Regions from separate parts of the Hordeum vulgare genome. Here region 2 is linked to region 1. A link is a contact called in public Hi-C data. All regions are on one chromosome and are shown on one strand. Each heading gives the region's core, a stretch centred on a gene start, on an enhancer-like site or on the middle of the called end of the contact. The rest is flanking DNA. Distances are from core to core; before and after follow the strand shown.

The links. Hi-C and Micro-C count contacts between places; a contact is called where the count stands out from the background.
Region 2: a contact with region 1 is called in a Hi-C map of leaf, with 6 times the contacts expected there. The contact joins the promoter of LOC123449105 here to the promoter of LOC123450652 in region 1. A contact is called at or near these places in 2 of 6 Hi-C or Micro-C datasets (leaf and seedling) and 1 of 1 datasets of contacts at active chromatin or transcription factors (embryo).

What each region holds. Positions count from the first base shown.
Region 1 is chr4H:492,122,949-492,129,434 of MorexV3_pseudomolecules_assembly, reverse strand. It overlaps LOC123450652 (dynamin-related protein 4C-like), which reads left to right and starts at 3,900. Exons shown (of 4, transcript XM_045127796.1): 1 at 3,900-4,060; 2 at 4,062-5,306; 3 at 5,424-5,503; 4 at 5,536-6,391. The coding sequence starts at 3,900. The coding sequence ends at 6,239.
Region 2 is chr4H:492,595,098-492,601,583 of MorexV3_pseudomolecules_assembly, reverse strand. It overlaps LOC123449105 (protein DENND6B), which reads right to left and starts at 3,638. Exons shown (of 3, transcript XM_045126193.1): 1 at 1,899-3,638; 2 at 1,585-1,777. The coding sequence starts at 3,412.

The DNA.
Region 1 (6,486 bases), core at 2,651-5,150:
GATTGTTAGCCTCGCTGAGGTGGCTTCTGGCCTTCTATGTCGACTAGCTTCTGGTATTAACCGAGTGGAATCCAGTCGTCGAGTACAAGATGATCTCCGAATGATTTTCTACCGAGTGGACAATAGGATGTCTTAACCTAGTTGGTAGGTATCTTGTGACCTTTAAGCTAATAATGAGATGCCCTTGGGTAGGACTTATAGGTCAGGCCTATGACCCTACCCTAGGGCTATAACCCCATCAGTGGCCACAAGCCATGCTGGCGCGCCCTAACCCCCAGGCCACGCCCCTTTGGCTTGTGGGCCCCTCGAGCACCGCCTTCTGTTGATTCCACTTCCCAAAATTCACATATATTCCAAAAAAAATCTCCGTAAGTTTTTATCCCGTTTGGACTTTGTTTGATATGGATTTTCTATAAAACAAAAAACATGCAACAAACAGAAACTGGCACTGGGCGCTGGATCAATATGTTAGTCCCAAAAATAGTACAAAAAGTTGCCAAAAGTATATGAAAGTTGTAGAATATTGGCATGAAATAATAAAGAAATATACATACGACGGAGACGTATCAGTTTGCCACTTGCTACCTTGATGTTTTTATAAGTTAAGATTATAAAAAACTATTTCTACTATCCATACTACACTTGTATCACCATCTCTTCGCCGAACTTGTGCTCCTATACAATTTACCATTGTTTGGGTGTGTTGGATACACAAGGGATTTCTTATATTTCATTACAGGGTTGTTTGAGAGAGATCATATTCATCCTACACCTCCCATGAATTGGTATACCTTAGGTCATCCACTCGAGGGAAAATTACTACTATCCTACAAAACTCTGCGTTTGGAGGCCCAACAGAGTTTACAAGAATAAAGTTGTGTATTAGATATCACTTGCTCACAACAGACTGCTCACTAGAGACAATCTCTCTAAAAGGCAAAAGTTGATGACATGTGTTGTGTGTTTTGCTCATGCCCTAAATCGTGTATGCATTTGTTTTTTGAGTGTGTGGTGGCCCGGGAAATCTTGAGATGTGTGCATCATATTACTGGTGGTAATGCTACTCCTGAGTTCCTGGACATTGCCGAAGGGTGGCTGAGTTAAAAAAAGCATATTATGTCTAATGTTGTCAATGTTGCCATCCTTTGGGCCATTTGGAAGCGTACAAATAAAATGTCTTTAGTGGAACTCCTTGGCTGGGATTGTAGGGCGTGCTAGAAAGCGTTGCACGCAGGTGCGATCTTTGGAAGGTGCTATGCATTGGAGCAGATCAAGCAAAGCTGGTGGAGGCTTCCAAGGCGGCCTCGGAGCTTGCAAGAATGTCTCCAATGCTACTCTGGCCAGATTTAGGCTGAATATGAAGACTTCACCCTTCTCAAGTTTCTCTCTCGTGAAATGTACTACGGTTGGGTTGGGTGGGGACGAAGTTTGGTGCGTGTGTGTTCATATCTCCCCCGTTAGCGTTAGCGGTGTGGGTCTCACCCTCCCCTTTACCCCTCTTTAGAGGTTTTGTGTAATGGTTAGGGCGCGAGTTGGCATGTCCTTGGAGTTATTTTTCTTTTGCCTTTCTCGGTGTTGGTGTTTGTGCCCATTTTAAGTAATTTAGGCTAGTGATAGTGGAGAGTAACTTAGACTAATAATATACATATATGTTATTACCTCCGGATTGTGTAGTATTATAGATGTGGTAACATAGATGTCTTCATTTATTGCTTTGTAGAGTCAATTTGCATTGGGAAGCGTTACGTTATGGTAGCATATTATGTTACTTTATTTGCATCTCCTTTCATTAACTAGTTGCCACATCACTACTTTTGCTTATGTGGGAGCTATGTTACTACTTATGTTATTCTCACTATGACCAGCCTTAACCTGATGTTGTGACTTGGTTTAAATTTCATTTATATAACTAGCAAAAAGGTCGTACGTTGCAACGAAAAAAAATCATAATCTCGAATGGCCATGAGCACGTTTTGTTGTACCACGGATATACACTATCACTCTCAATTTCATGAAATCATGAACATTTTTTCTAAATTCGTGCACATATTTGAAATCATGGACACTTATACAAATTTTCAAACATTTTATAAATTCAAGAATATTTTTTAAATTCATGAACATTTTATATTATTTGCAAACATTATTTAGACAATTTTCTTGAATCAGTAAACATTTCATTAATCGATGAACATTTAACTAATCGCTGAACATTTTTTAAATTGATGGAACAAATTCTGAAATTCAGGGGAGTTTTTTATTTAATGGACATGTTTTAATTTAACAAACTTTTTTCAAATGCATGATTATTTTTTTGAATCTGTGAACATTTTTGAATGAGTACACTATTTTGTAAGTCACGAACAGTTTTTGAATTTTTGGGATAACTTTACTTTCATTAACATTTTGCTAATTTTCAAAATTTTGTTCAATTTCATTAACATATTTTAACACACAAACTTACAAAAATCATGAACAATTTATTATTTCCAGAAAATTCGGTTTCAATATTTTGAACATTTTATGAATAAGAAAATGTTTTTTACAAATTCACAAACATTTTTGAAATCCATAAACATTTTATGACTTATTAAATACTGTATTTCAAAATAAATAAACTATTTTATAAGGCATGATCAGTTTTTCAATTTTCAGAATATTTTCTCTTTCATGATTTGTTTCGAATTGGTGATTTTTTTCAATTTCATTAATATTTTTTAACACACGAACTTCTAAAAAATCATGAATATTTTTATATTACCCTAACATGTGTTTTTAAAATATTTATAATGTTTTATATATAAGCAAACATTTTTTTTCACAAAATCGCAAACAGTTTTTGAAACCACAAACATTTTATGATGTATTAGACATTTTCTCTCAAAATTCTCATTTTTTAATTTAGATACTTTTTTGGAGTCTCCGATAATTTATAGTAGAAAAAAAGATTAAAAACACAATTTATAAAATAGGCCGCCTCGACATAGGCCAGTCGAAACGTGTGTAATGCGTCTACTCGCAGCTTGCAGAGCAAAATATAGAAGGTCCCTACTGCATGGGCCAGCTGAGGCTGGGAATTCTTCCGTATGAAACATTTTTTTGTCATCTAAAGGTGTCATTGGTGGTTATTATTTTATAATTTTATGGGCAATTTCCATGATGTACCGTGGGAAGCAATATCGCCTTTATTATTATTAAGTATCGATATAGAAATGGGGCCGGAGTGGTGCCCCGTTTTTTGAAGAAAAATAAATTGATAGGATGAATCGACTACAGTCCAAACACACCCATGGTCTTCGCTAAGCTAGCCCATATGTGATGGGGCGTCAGCTTCATAGCTTGATTCGGCCCTGTAACCTGGCCATCAAAGATCGGAACTCGAGGGGTTGTCGGTGAGGGGAAAACCTATTTAGCGCCATAGGCGTCGGTTACAGGCAAATTTTGCTAACCAGCGCCTGCAGCGCTCTGCCATGGGCCGACCCATTTAAAAATCCTACCTGAGTATTAGCCCGTGAACTTTTTTCCAAATTAATCAACTTTTGTGGAAATCGGTGAACTTTTTCAAAAATTGATGATCTTTTTTTTGAAATTGATGAACTTTTCTAAAAATCAGTGAACATAATTTAAAATTTCATGAACTTTTTTCAAAATCACTGAACTGTTTTTAAAAATTGATGAATTTTTTTTGAAAATCGATGATCTTTTTTTGAAAATCAATGATTTTTTTCCAATACTGTGAACTTTTTGAAAATACGTAAACATGTTTCAAAAATCATTGAACTTTTTTTCAAATCTGAACTTTTTTTTAAAATTTTATGAACTTTTTGTCAGTTTTTGAAGGACCTCAGCGACCAGCGCTGAATGCACCGTATAGGACCTCCCGTCGGTGAGACCAGAAAATGATGAACTCCACTCTAGAAAATGAAGAAAGGGATAAACTGAGAAGTCGGAACGGCCCGGGGGGTGAATGCGAGCTTCCATGCGGCAGCGCCCCGACGCTACAACTCCCCACGCCCCAGCCGCTTCCGCTTCATCTCCCCGCCCAAACCTTCCCCACCATATAAATCGACCCGCCTCCATGTACAAGCAGCACACTCCTCCAGCCAAGCTCGCAGCCACCCAGCACTCGCTTCAGGCATGTCCAACCTCCAGATGGTGCTCAGCGACCCAACGGCCACCGCCGCGGCCAGCGCCGTTACCGGGAGCGCCATCGCTGCCTCGTACAATGACCAGATACGCCCGCTCCTCGACGCCGTCGACCGCCTGCGCCACCTTAAGGTGACGCAGGAGGGCATCCAGCTCCCGACGATCGTGGTCGTGGGCGACCAATCCAGCGGCAAGTCGAGCGTGCTGGAGTCTCTCGCCGGCATCAGCCTCCCTCGCGGCCAGGGTATCTGCACCCGCGTGCCGCTCGTCATGCGGCTCCAGGACGACCCCTCCGCCGACGCGCCGGTGCTTCAGCTCGAGTACAGCAACGGCCGCGTGGTGACCACCACGGAGGCCAACGTCGCGGACGCCATCAACGCCGCCACGGCTGAGATAGCCGGGTCCGGCAAGGGGATCTCCGACGCGCCCATCACCCTCATCGTGCGCAAGCGGGGCGTGCCCGACCTCACCCTCGTCGACCTCCCCGGCATCACGCGCGTGCCGGTCCATGGCCAGCCCGACGACATCTACGACCAGATCGCCAGGATCATAAGAGAGTACATTTCGCCCAAGGAGAGCATCATCCTGAACGTGCTCTCCGCCACGGTCGACTTCCCGACGTGCGAGTCCATCCGCATGTCCCAGCAGGTGGACCGCACCGGGGAGCGGACGCTCGCGGTGGTCACCAAGGTCGACAAGGCACCGGAGGGCCTGCTTGAGAAGGTTACCATGGACGACGTCAACATTGGTCTCGGGTACGTCTGCGTCCGCAACCGCATCGGCGAGGAGACGTACGACCAGGCGCGAGTCGAGGAGGAGCGCCTGTTCAAGCATCACTCGCTGCTGTCAAAGATTGACAAGGACATGGTGGGCATTCCCGTGCTCGCGCAACGGCTGGTCCAGATTCAGGCGACTATCATCGCCAAGTGCCTGCCGGACATTGTCAGGCAGATCAACGACCGCCTCAGTCGCAGCAGCACGGAGCTCGACCAGATGCCGCCAGATCTCAGCAACGTTGCTGACGCTGTGAGGGCCTTCTTCCACATCGTGAAGCTGGTGTGCGCATCACTGGAGAAGATCCTTGTGAGGAGTGAGTTTGACGAGTACCCTGACGACATCCATTTCCATGCCACTGCCCGTATTGCTGAGATGTTCGACAAGTATGCCAAGAAACTGCCTGCACAGATCCCAAGGGGCAGTGACCAGCTGTTTCTGATGGAGGAGATGCTAGTGCTGGAGGAGACCAAGGGCATCAACCTCCCCAACTTTCTGCCAAGATCGGCATTCCTTGTCTTGCTCAAGAAGAAGGTGGACACAGTCATGCAGGTAGTAAATGGCCTTCATATTACCGAATCTTGTTCTTTTACCTGCGGCTCATTTTTTTGAAAGGCAACTCAGAAAGAAATATTCTTGTTTGTTTTCGTCAGGTGCCGCACGACCTTGTGAACGAGGTCTGGAATTACGTGGAGGACATCGTGGTCAAGGTGCTGATGCAGCATTCAGAGAACTTCCCGCAGGTACAGGCGGCCTGTCGCCGCGCAGTCCAGGGCATGTTCGAGAAGGCACGGGCGCGCTCCGCCCAGCACGTCAAGGAGCTGATCGAGATGGAGAAGGTGGCCGACTACACGGCCAACCCAGACTACATGAAGACATGGTCGGAGATCATGCAGTGCCACGACAGGTTCATGAAGGCCGTGGAGGACAAGTCCAAGTCAGCACGGGTCACCCTGGAGGTTTTCGGAGAGGTGGACGTGTCCCACATGAGGGCGCACGCCGACCTGGCGAGGCAGGCGTTCGACCTGAGGGCGCGCCTGACGGCGTACTGGAAGAGCATCATGCTCCGGCTCATCGACGGCCTGGCCCTGCACATCCTCCTCGGCGTCAAGCGGCTCGTGGAGAACGATCTGGAGGAGGAGCTCGCCAACGAGCTGCTGCGCAACAAGATGGCCGGGATGGAGCGGATGCTCACGCCGTCGCCGAGCAGCGGCACCAAGCGCGAGCGCCTCAAGAAGAGCATCGTGCTGCTGCGCCAGTCCAAGGAGGTCGTGGGGAGCATCATGGACAGGATCTGCGCTTCAGGTGAAATCGTCTGAGCTGGGGCATGTGATGATTTGCTGTTGGGGATTATGCCTGGTGTTTTGGATGGTGCGGTGCCGTGCGGTTCTGTGTGAACAATGCTATGGTTCTAGTTATCTTGTTACATGTTATATGAACCTTAATTCCTACCTTATGTTCTGTTATGGAATCGTGCTGTCAGGTCTTTCATGCTTTTAGTGTTACTAGTTTAGTGCCCGTGCGTTGCTACGGAACAACAAACTCATGTCGTTTATCTTCATTATT
Region 2 (6,486 bases), core at 2,389-4,888, 470 kb before region 1:
TACAGGAGAGAGAATGGTAGACTGGTATAGAACGGCCCTAATTACCAAATTATATTATTATAGTGTCACACCACTATTCAGCAAAAAAGTTATACGTCTCTAATGCTTTACTGTTTATTACATCAAATCCAATGCCATTACTACCGACTACCGAAGGCGGTTATTAGCAGGTAAAGACAGAACAAAGTCCCAGTTCAGTCATGTTACGCTAAACTTCATGACTTTAACATTTAACACTATTCCATTGCCACTTGGTTTGATTTCTTGCAAGAAAACATCAACAAAACCAGTCACACAAAACATGTGGTACGTTCAACTAAAACCGTATTCATATACCAGAACAGTTCATACTTAAAATGATCAAATCCTAGTTAATCTGTAGTTCACCATAGACTAATTAATGTTTTCTGGCGCAACATTCCTGTAAGCTAATTAAATGGCAAACTCATAATAGAGTACAGATTGGTGTGCGCTACAAAGTAGGAGCCTCGTTGGATTTTATTGCAGAAAATTGCATGTATTGCATGAAGTATTAAGGGTGCATCTGATTAAATGCAAGAAAACCACTCGTGTTCCTTTTAGTATATGTGGAAAGTCTCAGTGATCTGAATCATTTTTTAGGAGAACTGCTGAATATTATGACATTTAGCCCTATGCTACAGAAAACTAAACTAGGTAATCACTCAGAAAATCATTATAACATACCATTACCAAACTTCCAAAGTTTAGTTCCTAAAGCTCAATGTGTCATAAGAGGAAAGGATAATTCAGTCAAACCAAGGAAGTAGACACAAGTACAAGGCATAACATACATGTTAGGTTGCATCCTATCTCACCAAGAGGACCTCTAGTGTAATTCTGATTTTGATATGGATTTTGGTAGGATAAGGGTCTAAAGGACAAAGATCGAGGGTAGGGCACTCACCCTAATTAATCACCTCTGATCCTAATCCCTACTTTGGCAGTGTGGCTCTGAGGCTATTTAGACTTACACTATTGATTCTTTGTTTTGATCGATCAAAAGATACATCAGCTTGCTTGTATAGCACAGCCTTGACCAGTAATAGATCCATGACTAACCAAACTGGAATTAGCTTAACTGGAGACACATGCATTGACTAACAAACTCAAAATCTTAACTAAACAAACTCAAACTCTCTTTTCGATCTCTATCGTGGTGACCTGGCAGGCCGCTAGTGTCCTACACGGATAGAACTCTTCTTGCAACTAAGAACTACTTTAAAGATCTTATGATAACTTCCTAAAGTGTCATCTCCAAAATGGCAATCATATTTCCCTTAACTTCCTTTATGTGCCCGTCAAACTGAGACATTCATCCTGCTTGGTTCGTGCTGGCCTAAAGCCTATAGCAGGTGTAGGCAGTCCTTGTCAGAAGAAAAGGCTTATGACTTAGAACGATTAGTCTTAGTTTATATGAGCTGTTCGTGAGCTTATCTTCGTAGTTTGTCCTAACAGAAAACGACTACTATTAAGGATTTCTTACTTAAATCTCCATAACTATTAAGGATTTATTTATTTATGCAAGTGGCAGTTAACTTAAGAAAGCATCAGAACATATATTACCTCCATCTCTTTGAGAAGATACCGCTCAATAACATTAAAAGAATCAATCCTCTCCAACTCGGACATCTTTGACATTAACTTCTCGATATCAACATTCATGCGAGCTTGCCTCCATAACCTTAGCTGATCTTGCTCTGCAGCAGAACGTCTTTGTCGGAACCAAGGCATGAAGTTAGGGCCTTCCAAGAATTTTCTGACAAAGATCAGTGGTGAAACAAAAAAGAAAAAGTTAGCTTGCGAATCCCTGTTTTGCGAAGTAATTCAAACTAAAAATTCATAAAATGTTTTGCCAAACAAATGTGGTTCTGGCTTACCTATATAAATCCAACCAATTGGACTTCATCCTTTTCGACAAAAATTTCCCTGGGCCTCTAGAAGCCAAACCATTGACAAACTCATCTGCGTGAAATGGTGGAAGTAGTGGTGGATCAACGAATGGAGAACTCCCTTCCGGTGGTGTCGTGGTTCTCAGATATGGCCCAAAAGGTGCAAGGAAGTTGGTCGTTAGCTCCAAGAAATGCCGCCTCAATATCTCATTATTGACAACTGACATGGACTCCTCAATTCTAGGTGACACGCCGGCATCAATGAGTCTATTTAGAACAGAGGTGTCAGGCTTTGTAGTTGGCACATATGTGCTCCATAGCGCCTCTTTATGCTCTGTCATGAGGGAAAGAGGGCCTTCTCTTCTCAACTTGATTGAATTCAATAGACCAGTGGGCGAAAACTTATTGATTGCAAGCTTGTCGAGTTTGAGCCTCACAGGTGTCCCATTGGATCCATTTGCTGATGCCGGTGATTGCCCACCTGCTGGGAGCACCCTAGTAGAATTTGGATTCGGGCTTCCCACGGACACCACATTTGGAACACTCTTAAGACTCCTCAGGAAAAACAAGTTCGTCACCCCGAGCACCATCGGCGGGAACACCTCACCTTCTGCAAGCGCATTCAGGCGAGCAAAGTCCGGATCATGAATAGTAAAGTACGGCCTGAAGTCCACACTATACAAGATTGGAGCAACAAGGCTAACAAGCCCAGCCACAGCCTCGGAGCATTGAGGTGGTGATGGCGCCACAACCAGTATGGGTTCACCAACAACCATGAGTTCCCAAAGAGTCCACAGGTGGAGGAGCAAGCCACGAAACGCAGCAAACAGGTCAGCATCGTGGAAGAGCCCATACGGCACCGAGGGGTTCGCCGGCAACAGCGCAGGCGGCGGCCCAGGGTCGTCGGCAGCGGGCGGAAGGTGCACCCGCAGCGCGGCGCTGCCAATGGGGAGCTCCATGGGGCACCCCGGTGATGGGGCTGGCCAGGCGGCAACGTGCGAGGCCACCATTGTCAGCGCAGTGTGGCCTATGTCGAAGCAGAGGGGGCCAAGGATCTGCAGCAGCAGGCGGAAGAGGGAAGAGTAGGGCGCGTGTGAGAGTATGACAACGGACTTCTGCTCGCCGCCGCGCGGGAGGCGCTCATCCTGGCGCTGGCGGTTGAACACGAAGCCGTAGAGGAAGCCGCGGCGGGAGCCCGCCGCGGGAGGGGAGGGGTCCGGGAGACGGAAGGAGAAGAGCGAGTCGTGGACGGAGGAGCGGTGGCGCGGGAGGTGGTGGGACATGGAGTCCGGGAAGGAGGAGAAGGCGACGAGGCGGTCGAGGCCGCCGTGGGCGAGCGCGTCCGGCGGGAAGCAGGCCTCGACCAGCTGCCCGCGCTCCAGGTCGAAGCGGATGATGCAGAACGCCCGCGCCCACCGCGCCAGCGCGGCGGGGTCGGGCGCCGGCGCCGCGCCCGCCTCGGCCGCGTCGCCCCGCAGCGAGACGGACGGGATCCGGTTCATCCCCGCGGCCGTCGGGGGCGCGACGATTTTGGCTATTCGGGAGACGCCAGTGGGGGATTGGAACCGCGCGGCCGAATCGGCGGGGGGGCTTGTTTGACTCGGGAAGCGACGCCGCGGCGGGCGGCGGCGCAGACAGCCGCCGACGGGCGGGGCGGGGGGAATGGAGGGGGGAAAGGTCGCGGGCGGATCGGACGGGTCGTGATCTCCGTCTGGGATCTGCCTGTCGCTCGCGGGGCTGTGGGTGAGTTCGGATTGGGGTTCCTTTGCGGCGCAGACGTGCGCTTCTGTTATGTGTTTGTTGCTTGCCAGTGTGCCGTACTGCCGTTTGCGGGTGGTGAACGGTTACACGGTTCGTCTCCGGTTGGTACCTTTGCCGGGCTCGGTTTGGTTCTCATTGGCACCTCCAATTTTCAAACGCTGATTTTTCATACAACTGCATGCAATGCAACGTTTGTAATAATATACTCCCTCCGTTCCTAAATATAAGTCTTTTAAGATATTTCACTAGGAGTCTACATACGGAGCAAAATAAGTGAATCCACACTCTAAAGTATGTCTATATACATCCGTATGTAGTCCATTAATGAAACCTCTTTAAAGACTTATATTTAGGAACGAAGGGAGTACTTGGTTCATGATATATACTCGCTCTGTTTTTAAATATAAGTCTTTTAAAAGGTTTCACTAGCGGACTACATACAGATGTATATAGACATACTTTAGAACATAAATTCATTTCTTTTGCTCCGTACGTGGTCTCTAGTGAAATATTTAAAAAGACTTATATTTAAAAACGGAGGGAGTATGTAGATAAAATGAGCTGCATTTAAGAACAAAATTATCTTAATCCTACTCGTCACCATCGGAGATGTCGATGACCCCTTGTCAGAGCAACCAACCACTTCTTTATTGAGGAAAATACCTATTCGACACACCTTATTTCGAAGCCGACAGTGTTACATTATGAATTTCAAAAGGAAGTATAGAGCTAGAGGAATCATTTTTCAAGAAAACAACTGACTTTGACTCAAAAGAATGTTTTGCTAAAGAGTGTGCTACCAAATTTGCATCCTTCTTGCAGTGTTGGAAGGAGATACCATCAACGTGTGTTGCTCTCGCGAAGATTTTCGTCAATGTAGTAGAAGAGGGGGCAAAAATTTCAGTGTTACCAATGCATGCACTGATCAACTCCAAACAGTCAGACTCCATAATAATACCTGAGCATCCTAGCCTTTCCACAAGATCAATTCCTTTAAGCATGGCTAGTGACTCCACCACTATTTGCATACAATACATGTTCAAATGGTTTAACCGCGCGTGCGACAGCTTCCCCGGAAAGTTACGGAGGACTACTCCCACAACACCCGTACCATCATCATGAAATGTCGCATCCAAGTTGAGCTTATAGGACCCCGGGACAGGTGTTAGAGCATATATCTCCATATGTGGTTTTGGTAATTGATGACAATTCCTATGGACTAATGGTTGCCTTAAGTTACATTTATAGGATTTGTCCATAGACACTTCTTGAAGTCCATCTGTTGGGTTCAAGGAGTTTATATGATGACCAAGATGGTATTCAAGGTATTATCCAAAGAATGGTCATAGAGACACATGGTTGATCAAGATCTCAGACAAAGAGTAAATCAAGATGATCAACACACAAAGCGTACAAGATGTACCGAGAGGGATCAAGTGATCCCATGGTATGGTAAGCATTGTCCATTACGTATTTGTGTACTAACCCATGGTCTTCGTGAGAGTTCTATGTGGGGGTTAGGTGTGTTTCCATGGGCTTGCGTCAAAGGGAAGATCTCATACAACCCATGAAGTATGACGCCGATGACCAAGATGGTATTCAAGGTATTATCCAAAGAAAGGTCATAGAGACACATGGTTGATCAAAATCTCAGACAAAGAGTAAATCAAGATGATCAACACACAAAGCGTACAAGATGTACCGAGAGGGATCAAGTGATCCCATGGTATGGTAAGCATTGTCCATTACGTGTTTGTGTACTAACCCATGGTCTTCGTGAGAGTTCTATGCGGGAGTTAGGTGTGTTTCCATGGGCTTGCGTCAAAGAGAAGATCTCATACAACCCATGAAGTATGACGTCAAGTTGTGATCGTCATCAAGATTGCGATGTGCAAGTTCAAGTGGATCAGCACGAAGATATCATACTTGAAGCTTGCTGTCCATTGTGGTGGCAATGGACTTGTGAAGATATGCTGAAGAGTGGCTCACCCATAGTGAGTATGGGGTAGCAATCAACTAGTCTTCATCAAGCCAACGTAATCAAGAAAGGTGGTCCATCTTGAGGAAGCCAAGATCATCATCATCTAGCTCAAGAGGACGAGGTGCAAGGTATAGGTTTGCCCTTGATAGGTTTTCTGGTTAGGATAGATTGCTATACTATCAAGGGGGGCTCTCAAGTGAGTAGCTTGATCGTATCGTGGAAGTGAGAAGTGGTACTACCGTGCCATCTTCGTGACAAGCTCGAGTTCATCGAAAACGGAGTCCATATGCATCTACTATGATGTTTTCGATGTTGGAGTTTTTGCCGGTTCTTCATTCATAGAGATCTCACATCTCTATATATTTGGCATATTCATGGTCGCTGTTTGGATAGCCCTTGTCATCATGAATCCAACAAGCTTGGGTTTGCTCGATTCGGAGCTCGTATGCGAAAGTTATGGTTGTTTCAGTGGCGAGCGGTAGTACCGCTGGACCTAGCGGTAGTACCGCTAGAGTTGGCGGTAGTACCGCTGGCCCTAGCGGTAGTACCGCTGGCTGGCGGTAGTACCTCTGGCTGGCGGTAGTACCGCCCCTGGTCAGCGGTAGTACCGCTCCAGGAGCTTAGTACCGCCTGCCTAGCGGTTGTTCTTGGACGGACCTTTTTGCGAAGACTTTCTTGGCGGTGGTAGTGCCTTTGCACTACCAGGGGCCCAGCGGTAGTACCACTGGAGTGCATTAGTTGCATCGGTTTGAGTTAGGATAGATTGCATTAGTTGCATCGGTTTGACAACGTGCCAGCGGTAGTACCACTGGAGTGCCAGCGGTAGTACCGCTG